3 separate regions of the Sus scrofa genome follow, and all the other regions are linked to region 2. Evidence: chromatin contacts called from public Hi-C and HiChIP or PLAC-seq data. All regions are on one chromosome and are shown on one strand. Each heading gives the region's core, a stretch centred on a gene start, on an enhancer-like site or on the middle of the called end of the contact. The rest is flanking DNA. Distances are from core to core; before and after follow the strand shown. Region 1 overlaps BACH2 (transcription regulator protein BACH2). Region 2 overlaps BACH2 (transcription regulator protein BACH2). Region 3 overlaps BACH2 (transcription regulator protein BACH2).

The links. A called contact is a pair of places that touch in the nucleus more often than the background predicts. HiChIP or PLAC-seq counts read pairs in DNA pulled down with a chosen protein or histone mark.
Region 1: a contact with region 2 is called in a Hi-C map of skeletal muscle, with 6 times the contacts expected there. The contact joins two enhancer-like sites. A contact is called at or near these places in 8 of 47 Hi-C or Micro-C datasets (embryonic fibroblasts, heart right ventricle, psoas muscle and 2 more) and 1 of 2 datasets of contacts at active chromatin or transcription factors (skeletal muscle).
Region 3: an H3K27ac HiChIP or PLAC-seq map of skeletal muscle shows a contact between it and region 2. The contact joins two enhancer-like sites. A contact is called at or near these places in 1 of 47 Hi-C or Micro-C datasets (embryonic fibroblasts) and 1 of 2 datasets of contacts at active chromatin or transcription factors (skeletal muscle).

The regions. Positions count from the first base shown.
Region 1 is chr1:58,200,046-58,202,745 of Sscrofa11.1, forward strand. All of the region lies in intron 1 of BACH2 (transcription regulator protein BACH2), which reads right to left. Among named protein-coding and RNA genes, the nearest start is that of BACH2, 80 kb to the right of the region's middle. Within about 2 kb of position 1,251, at least 39 of the 83 cell types and tissues checked have an H3K27ac peak or open chromatin away from gene starts, as enhancers often do. A contact at or near this core is called in skeletal muscle and subcutaneous adipose tissue, where this site is marked.
Region 2 is chr1:57,951,913-57,954,867 of Sscrofa11.1, forward strand. The region is part of intron 3 of BACH2 (transcription regulator protein BACH2); the gene reads right to left. Among named protein-coding and RNA genes, the nearest start is that of GJA10, 74 kb to the left of the region's middle. Within about 2 kb of position 1,544, at least 15 of the 83 cell types and tissues checked have an H3K27ac peak or open chromatin away from gene starts, as enhancers often do. A contact at or near this core is called in skeletal muscle and subcutaneous adipose tissue, where this site is marked.
Region 3 is chr1:58,112,276-58,115,164 of Sscrofa11.1, forward strand. All of the region lies in intron 2 of BACH2 (transcription regulator protein BACH2), which reads right to left. Among named protein-coding and RNA genes, the nearest start is that of BACH2, 170 kb to the right of the region's middle. Within about 2 kb of position 1,581, at least 11 of the 83 cell types and tissues checked have an H3K27ac peak or open chromatin away from gene starts, as enhancers often do. A contact at or near this core is called in skeletal muscle, where this site is marked.

The DNA of each region.
Region 1 (2,700 bases), core at 1-2,500, 250 kb after region 2:
TGTGGCTGTGGTGCAGGCCAGTAGCTACAACTCCTATTCAACCCCTAGCCCAGGAACCTCCATATGCTGCAGGCGTGGCCTTGAAAAGCAAAAAAAAAAAAAAAAAAAAAAAAAAGGCCTCAGAAGACAGCTTTCATTTGGCATGATGGGCCCCTGCCAAAAGCAATCTCTGGGATTCATGTTGACCTCTGTTTTCCTGAGGCTTGAATTCTGCGTTTTCCAACACTAGCTTCTCCACCGTGTGGCTTGCTCTTTATGAGGGGGCCCTGTGCCCTAATGTTTGCTTCTACTAGGGCCTGGGGGCTTTCCACGCTCTTGCATCAGTTTAGCATCTACGTCAAAATAACTGAAGTTTCCACATCTCACAGGTAGTGTAACTAGGGACCCCACAGCTATTCAAACAACAGAACACCCGGCCCTGTGCCCCAAACACTCACACTCACAGCTGCACACAGACCCTGGGGATTCACCTTGCTGTGTTTGGCCTACAGTTCCTGTGAGAGCATAAACACCACAGCCCCCAAAGCCCACGGCTGAGTTTGTGGCATCAAAGTTTTCTGGCACCTGGGAATTTTTCTTTCCTGCCTCTGAGCTCACAATGCACTTATGATTTGCTATTCTGGCCAACACACCTAAGAATTTGGGGAGGGGGGTTGGAGGGGGGTGGAGTGGGGCTGGGGGTTACCAAGGGCCCAGGTGGCACCAGCTCAGTATACCATTCTGCCAGAAGTTCCAGTTTGAGGTGTGCTAAACTCAATTCTGCCATATTCAGTGGTCCCCTCTATGGCCATTTGGCTGTAACTCAGGCTGGAGCCAGAAACATGTTCTTTGTAGCACAGGCTGTCTTATTGTGACTCATGCCTCAACTCTTCCTCGTAGTGGAGTGATGCTGGGTGAGGGTGCACTGAAGGGTCAGGCCAGGCATTAAGAAAGCATCCCCAGCCAGCACGGGCAGTGCAGACACTTACCCCAAGGAAGGAGTCACCTGCCTGCCCTTTCTAGCTAAGTCTATCCCGGGTTCAGGAAGGTGCCTTATGTTACCCTGGCAGTGATTTGGAACTGGACGACCTCCCGATGACGTTTTGGTAGCAAGGGAGAGGCAGAGAGACAAGGCATGAAACCAGAACACAGCCACCTCCCCACACGACAACTGTGGTGTGGAGAGGGGCCGCCCTCTCCAACAGCAGCCAAGAGAACAGCCCCAGAAAACCCTTCCAGCCGCTGACCTGGAGGCCTCGTCCCAGGGGATCCTCTGATCTCATTACAGCAGTCGACACTAGTCCTCACAAAACAAACAGAGGAAATTTATGCCTGCCTTAGCCTGTGGAGAGCTCCACATTCCTGGCTTAACGAGAGTTCCAGCTTCGGAGACCACAGCCACTGGGATGGGAGGATGTCTGCTTCGATCCAAAGAAAGAACTGTGGTCGTGCCTCTTACCCTCTTTCTGGGGCTGCAGAGGAAGGCGGTGAGCCTGGAGGGAGCCACTGAACTGGGGGCCCAGGACTCTGCTCAGGTCTCTAAAGACAAGTTCCCTTTCTTCTTATGTCAGCACCCCCAGACGCAGTCAGTGGGGGCCATTTCTTCTGGAACAGCCCTGGGAAAGCGCAGCCTTGAAGAGTTCCACCTGCTAAGGCCGGAAGCCCAAGAGAGAGGCTGTCCTGTGTAACCCAACTCCAGGTCATCTGGTGGGAACTTTTTTTTTTTTTCTCCGAAAGTAGCCTTGCTTGAGCCTTGGAAAACTTGATCTAACTCGGGGTTTCCATTTTTAGAATAAATGGCAGGAGGGAAAGTGTTCAGGACGTAGAGGGTGAACTTCCAAACCAAAATAAGAACAGAGTGGGGGGTGATCTCACCTCTGCTCGCTGCCCCCCACCAGGAGACACCTGCCATGAATGTAGACATTCTTGATTGTTACAACTGGGGGAGAATAGCATCTAGCAGGTAGGGGATAGGATCTTGCTAAACATCCTACCAGGCACAAAACAGCTTCCACAATAAGAACTGTCTGCTCTAAAATGTCAACAGTGCTGAAGCTGAGAAATCCCGATGGAGAGGGGACACTGGAGGACGATGGTAGATTTAAAATAATGACCATTCTTCATCATATGACAATAGTGTTGATATCACGCTGTCCAAATGTGCACAAATCACCACCACAAAAATGTATCAGTTCTCTTTTGAAGCGAAATAAATGAAAACTGTGTTGTAACCTTGCAGTCGGATCACTGAAGCTGCCTAGAAAACAGTGGAGCAGTTTCAATTTTAGACGGTTCGTCAGCACCGTCGTGAGTGCTGTGTTCACTCCAGGTTAAGGTGTGATCTGCGTGCTTACTGTCATAATTCAGAGGTGACTACTGACGGAAGGAATTCATGAGCTCACTTGCATGATCACCATAACCACACATGTAACCTGAGCAGATCTCGGTCTGGGAAAAAAAATGGCAGAATGTTTCAACTTTCAAAATACCAACAAAATATGAGGAACCGTGGTGATGTTGACCTACATTCTGGGGAAGTTTAAAAAACAGCTGCATGCGAGGGCCTAAAACGCAGAACTGCCCAAAGGTATCCTGATGAAAATAATCATGGTGCATATTTTGAAATGCTTCCATTTCTAACATTCTGTACCTGGTTCAAAATATGCCCTTTCCTCAACACAGCCTACCCTTTAACACATCTGGTGTAAGAATGTATATTCT
Region 2 (2,955 bases), core at 294-2,793:
CTGCTGCCCACATTACAGCAACAAGGCTCTCAGCAGTCTAAACTCCCAAATAAACTTGAAAACCAGATGAACCTCAGTGATCACAGCTGATGGAATGCTTGGTCTGACGCTTTTGTCCTGCAATTGTGCACAAGGGCAGGAAAAGGGGGGCTTCTCTTACTCAGCTGACGTGCCCCTTGGTTTGCCTCTTTCAGGAATGGTTTGAATTACTGCCCTTTCAACAACCTTATGGGTCACAGACCCGCCAAAAAGAAACAATTGTGCTGTATTTCTTTGTCATGAATCACTGTTTTAATTTTTAAGCCAAGCCAACAGGAAGTATGTGTTTATCCCATGTAACTTTCATTTAATCGTGGAATTAATAAAATCGCTGTTACTTAACAGAAGAGCCCACAGGACTATTTCAGGGCACTGACATATTTAAGGAGGGAATTACCACCCTCTTCTCTGATGCCTGCTTGGTTCCGGGGCAGGTAAAATCACACACAAAACAGCAAAAAGCAAATTACTAAATTGCCTCCCTCATTCACTGTCGTCAGGAGGAGATCTTCTCTCTAGCTAGAAATTCATTTTTCCTAAGGCTTCCTGACTAGCTCCTGCCAATAAGTAATACTCTCAAATTGTCATCTGTCTATAAACTTTTAAAATGTTCTTTTTTATTTTTGCAATTTGGAAATTTTTATTACATAGCAGAGAAGAACGAGCTTGATGTTGTCTGCTAAAATGTACCGTGCATTTCCTCCTTATCTTGTCTAAAGTACATCTCTCAATGAGAAGAATGACATTACAAAATAAGAATTCTTCCTGGATTTATTCAGAAAATACATACATCTATTCATTATTAGGACTCTTCAAATTTATTGAAAAATACCTATTTGAACCTAAAACATGTGCAGAAGGTTGGCTATTAGCTTAATCCTAAATTCCGCTCTTATATTTCTATCACAGATGTTCTGTGCTGATAGAAAAGTCTGAGCTATTTGAATTTGCCAGCTTGGATTAATAACTACCCATCTCGAATCATTAATGATGCTGGTTCCAGTTCAGTGATTGAAATGGGTAAAAAAAAATTTCATCTTATTCTTTCCTTATGAAAGAGCCATTGGCTTGGCAATGCCTTTCTTCCTGGAAAAAAGTCCTTTTGAAAGGGAGAATACTAAAAACGGTGTAGGAAGCGCTAGAGAAGAATAGAAATTCATTTTAAAGCAGTGTACCATGTACAAATGCTGTCTTACAAATAGGATTATTTAATTTAAACCTTAGATCTGTCAAGCTCCATTACTTCAAATGGAGCCTGTCGTTTCTTGAGTTCATTATATATCGAGATTATATTACAATTTATGTTAGGTTAAGTCATGGCAGAGATACAAGGCAGTTTAAAAAAAATTACACAGCAGTGTCAGTAAATAGAGCAAAGTCATTGCAGTGTTGGGAAAGGCAAAAAGTCATCTTGCTAAATGAGGATCCAAGCTGTCCTGTACCGAGACTGCTACTAATAAATAAAAGGCCTCTGGGAAAAGTGCTGAGCGTACGCTGGATCTATTTTCAGCTTGCATCAGCAGCTGCTGCCCCTGGGATCACATCTTTACGCATACTCTACACCATATGTAATCACTCCAGTGCTGCAACCAGTAAGATAATGAAAGAGCATGGCATAAATCTATACTTGAGTGGAATGCTAAATGAGAAAAATAATACAAAAAGGGGGGAAATAAACCGCATTTTCAAGTCATTAGGAAGAAAGACTTTGACATATGAAGTGTTGCAACCATTAATAGCACTTATCATATAGAGTGGAGACAAAGAGACAAATTAATCAAACTGACAGAACTGGGACATTTTATGCTAATGCAGGCTCCTGGGTTTTAGTCTGTATTCCTCTGCGTCTGGAAAACTGATACCATTACAGGGCAGGAAATTGCATGAATAACATGCAACAGATCATAAAAATTCACACACCAACTGCAGAAACACTGCCAAAAGCTCTGTAAAAACAAGGATGGAGACCTCAACAGAGGAACTACCAGCAAGTAATGAATGCAAATAAGTCCAGGAATATCTCCCATTCATGCATTGTAATTAACTCTAGGCTTCTCGCTCATAATTACAGAGGTGAAACTGAAGCCTAGCGAGCGAACTCTGCAGCAGCTAGCCAGAGGAGGCCTCCCGGGCCCTGATCCCAGGTCATTTGCCATCGGCTGGGGCCAGGGCCGCTCTGACCTAAATTTACTGCCCAGGTTGGGTTAGCTTTAAAATAAAATGCAAAATAAACATAAAAACATTAACTTGCAACTTGAAAAGGGGGAAGGGGGAGACACATATTGACAATGCAAAAAAAAAATAAGCAAAAATTTTCAGGTATGTTTGTGCGAGTGGTCAGAAGAAAGGGAATCTGGTACTGAAAGGATTTTTATAAAACACTTATAAACAGCCCCATTTGATGAATAAGCTGTACTGAAAAGTGAATGGCAGGAGGGTCCTGGGGAAGGCTCAGCAGAGCAACTGCCCTTTGTTCTCTCAATGTGAACTCCTTGGGTGGCTGGTGGAGGTCAGTCCCCTGGCTCATTTATACGGATGCACAGAGGTGAATGACCGCTGTGTTAAGATCGCTATCCTTCCCCAGGGAAATTGTGGCATCCTTGGCACTGGGAGGAGATGGGTCCCTTAGCTGGGACTCCCAAGAATTTTCACATAAAGAAAAACAACTATATGAATAGAAGTTAGGTGTGGCTAAAAAAATGTGCTTCAGAACTAGAATCCAATGAGATCATCTTTGCTGGCATTCGAATCTCTGGCTCGCAATGATTCCATTCCAGTCCTTCCTCTCATCCTTATTTACTACACACCACAAATTTTCCTGTCTCTAGAACGTTCCTGAAAGATACTCGTCATATGACAAACACTAACCTAACAGCAACCATGTTGGCATGGTCCTAGATGGTCAATACACAGATT
Region 3 (2,889 bases), core at 331-2,830, 160 kb after region 2:
TGTTGTAGTGGGCTGGCACTGAACCCACAATATCTCTGAGGTTTGCCTGTACTCTACAACCTCAAGAGCATGTGCTTCTGTGATTCCCATTTCCCGAGGTGGAAACTGAGGCTCAAAGAGGTTAGGTAACTTGCTTAAGGCTACATCAGCTAACAAAGATGGGGGAGCTGGAACTGAGAGCAACTGAGTCAGGAACTAGCACCCCTCTACCACCTCCAATGGTTTCATCCCAATGGAAACCACCTACTGTGAACAGCCAGCTCAAGCCAGCACCCTGGTTTATTATGGTGGGACACTGAGAGGCCATACCCCAGACACAACAGGCTCTTCTCATGTGAATACAGAGGAGTAAGAACATGGACTTTGAATGCAGACAGACCTGGTTGAATTCTTGCCCTCCTATTGGCTGGATTTATGACCTGGGAAAAACCTCTGAACTTTAGTTTTCTTATCTCTAGAGTTAATCTGATACTTCCTGCTTCATAGAGTTCTTTGTGAGCCTGGAGTAAGATAATATACATGAAAAGTGGTTTCCGAAGCCTAAACTGCTAGATGTTATTATTACTGTTAATTCAGTCTTTGGATAGGAAGGGTTGTTTCTTCGAGCAGAAGACTGACCTTCATGTAGGTACCAAATAGCCCGACCTGACAAAATCCAGGAGAAAGTTCTCAGGATGATCACTGGGGACAAGGGGGCTGATTATACTGGCATTTACCGGCAACAACAAAGTTTGACCCTACAAGCCTACACATGATGATGGATTCTGTGATGCATGGATGACAGACGTGAATGTTCAATGAACTCAGAGTAGGTGATCGTTTCCACACTCACAGCCTGCCTGGAGACCTGCATGTCAGCTGGATGAGTAGGAGGCATGGTTTTCTTATGGCGATTACACGTACGCCTTTGTACACTGCAGACTGGGTTCAAAAGAAAGGGTCACCTTTGTGCAGTTGACTCCTCATTTTGTAACAATTCCAAAATGCAGGAGCTTCTCCCAAAGTAGTTCAAAGACACCAACCTGCTGAGACCCAGGGGCAGCCGTCAGGATACTAAACCTGCTGCTTCTAATGGCCTGAATCTCAGCAAATACTTTTGAAGAGATAGGTGAGCTCCAGAAGGACAGTCTGCGGTTATTCATCTAACTCTTTCTTATGGAGAGTCTCCAGCCTTTTTCTAGTCATGAGCTCACCCTTCAAACCATCACATTTGTGGCCATTTTGGGGAGAGATGAACTAACGTTTAAAGCATTATGTCATCGTAAACAAACAATCACATGTAGCGTGACTCTGTGGAAAATACAGCATTTCACTTTTGTGGTGTTGGTTCTGTTACAAGAACAGGGAATCCAAATGATGAGGTCAGTGGGCCAGCTGCCACCCACAAGAGACTGCCAAGTCCACTTAGAGAGCAAGTGGCCTTCACTCACAACGAAAAAATGAAGCTCATTATTATAATGCCAGCCAACAAAAGGGACTGCTTTCCTAAATTAAAGAGAAACAGAGCTTCAGAGACAGCCTCTCATTGGCATTACTTTCACGCCAGGAGGTCAAGAAGGGACATTACCCTTGCTGATGATGGACACGGCTACACCCAGGGGTGATGACAACTGGGCACACTGTTGGCTATTCAAAAGTAAATGAAAACATGCTACTATGGCTGAGTCGCAAAAATGGATATGATAGAGTGATTTGTGGTTCAGAGAGGAAGTGATCTAAATCCTAGACACCTCACCCAGGAAAGAGGGTTAACTACACTTCTCTCTGGTGGCTATGAGTTAGTGGGTGAACAGGTACATCTACTGTTAGGGCAACCTGACTTGGTCTTCTTGCAGCAGAGCTGGCCAAAGCCCCTATGCGGTTTTCAGCAAATCTCATGGAAGCATCAGAACAAGCCTGCATTGCCTACCAGCCACACATCTCACCTTTCAGACTTAGAGCCCCCGTGTCTTCTCTGATTTCTCTCTCTCTCTCGTTCCATCCTGATTACACCAATATTCATATTTGGGGAGTTCCTGTCATGGCTCTGTGGTTAACGAATCGGACCAGGAACCATGAGGTTGCAGGTTCAACCCCTGGCCTCTCTCAGTGGGTTAAGGATCTGGCGTTGCCATGAGCTGTGGTGTAGGTCACAGACGTGGCTGGGATCCTGCATTGCTGTGGCTCTGGATAGACCAGCAGCTCCAGCACCAGCTCCGGTTGGACCCCTAGCCTGGGAACCTTCATTTGCCGTCAGTGCGGCCCTAGAAAATACCAAAAAAAAAAAAAAGACAAAAATATTCATATTTGGTGTTCACCAAAGTCCCACTGATAGATACCTCCCTTTGATAAGTGCCTAGAGTTTACCTCCATCTTTCTACTTCCATTGTCACCATTTTTGTGCAAGGTCCCCTCACCCCATCCCGCTTCCAGTTCCTCCACTCATGGTTCCACCATCACAAGAACTTCACGGCTGGTCTCAAGCCTCTGGCTTCTGCCCCCACCCATCTGTCAGGGACACCACCACCAAATCATTATGGTCTTGCAGGGCTCACAAGGGTCAGCTTTAAACTCAGCTTGTATCCATGGCCTTCAATGACTCGGTCATCAACCTAACCCTTCCAATCCTAGTTTTCTTGTCTGCTCTGGGCTATCCCCTCGCCCCTGCTTACATCCATGCCTTTGTACATAATCTTTTTCTCACCCAAATGTCCCCTTCTATCTGGCTACCCACCAAGGCCCAGGCAAGGCTTGTGTCTTCCAGGAAGACAGGTGTGGCCACTCCGGGAGAAGCGCAGCCCTGATCCAGGTCACTCACTTGGTGATACACAGTGTACCTCCTCATGACTTTTTTTATAGTAATGATTGCTTTTATTGCTATCCAAATGCAAATTTGTTAATTTCCTATCT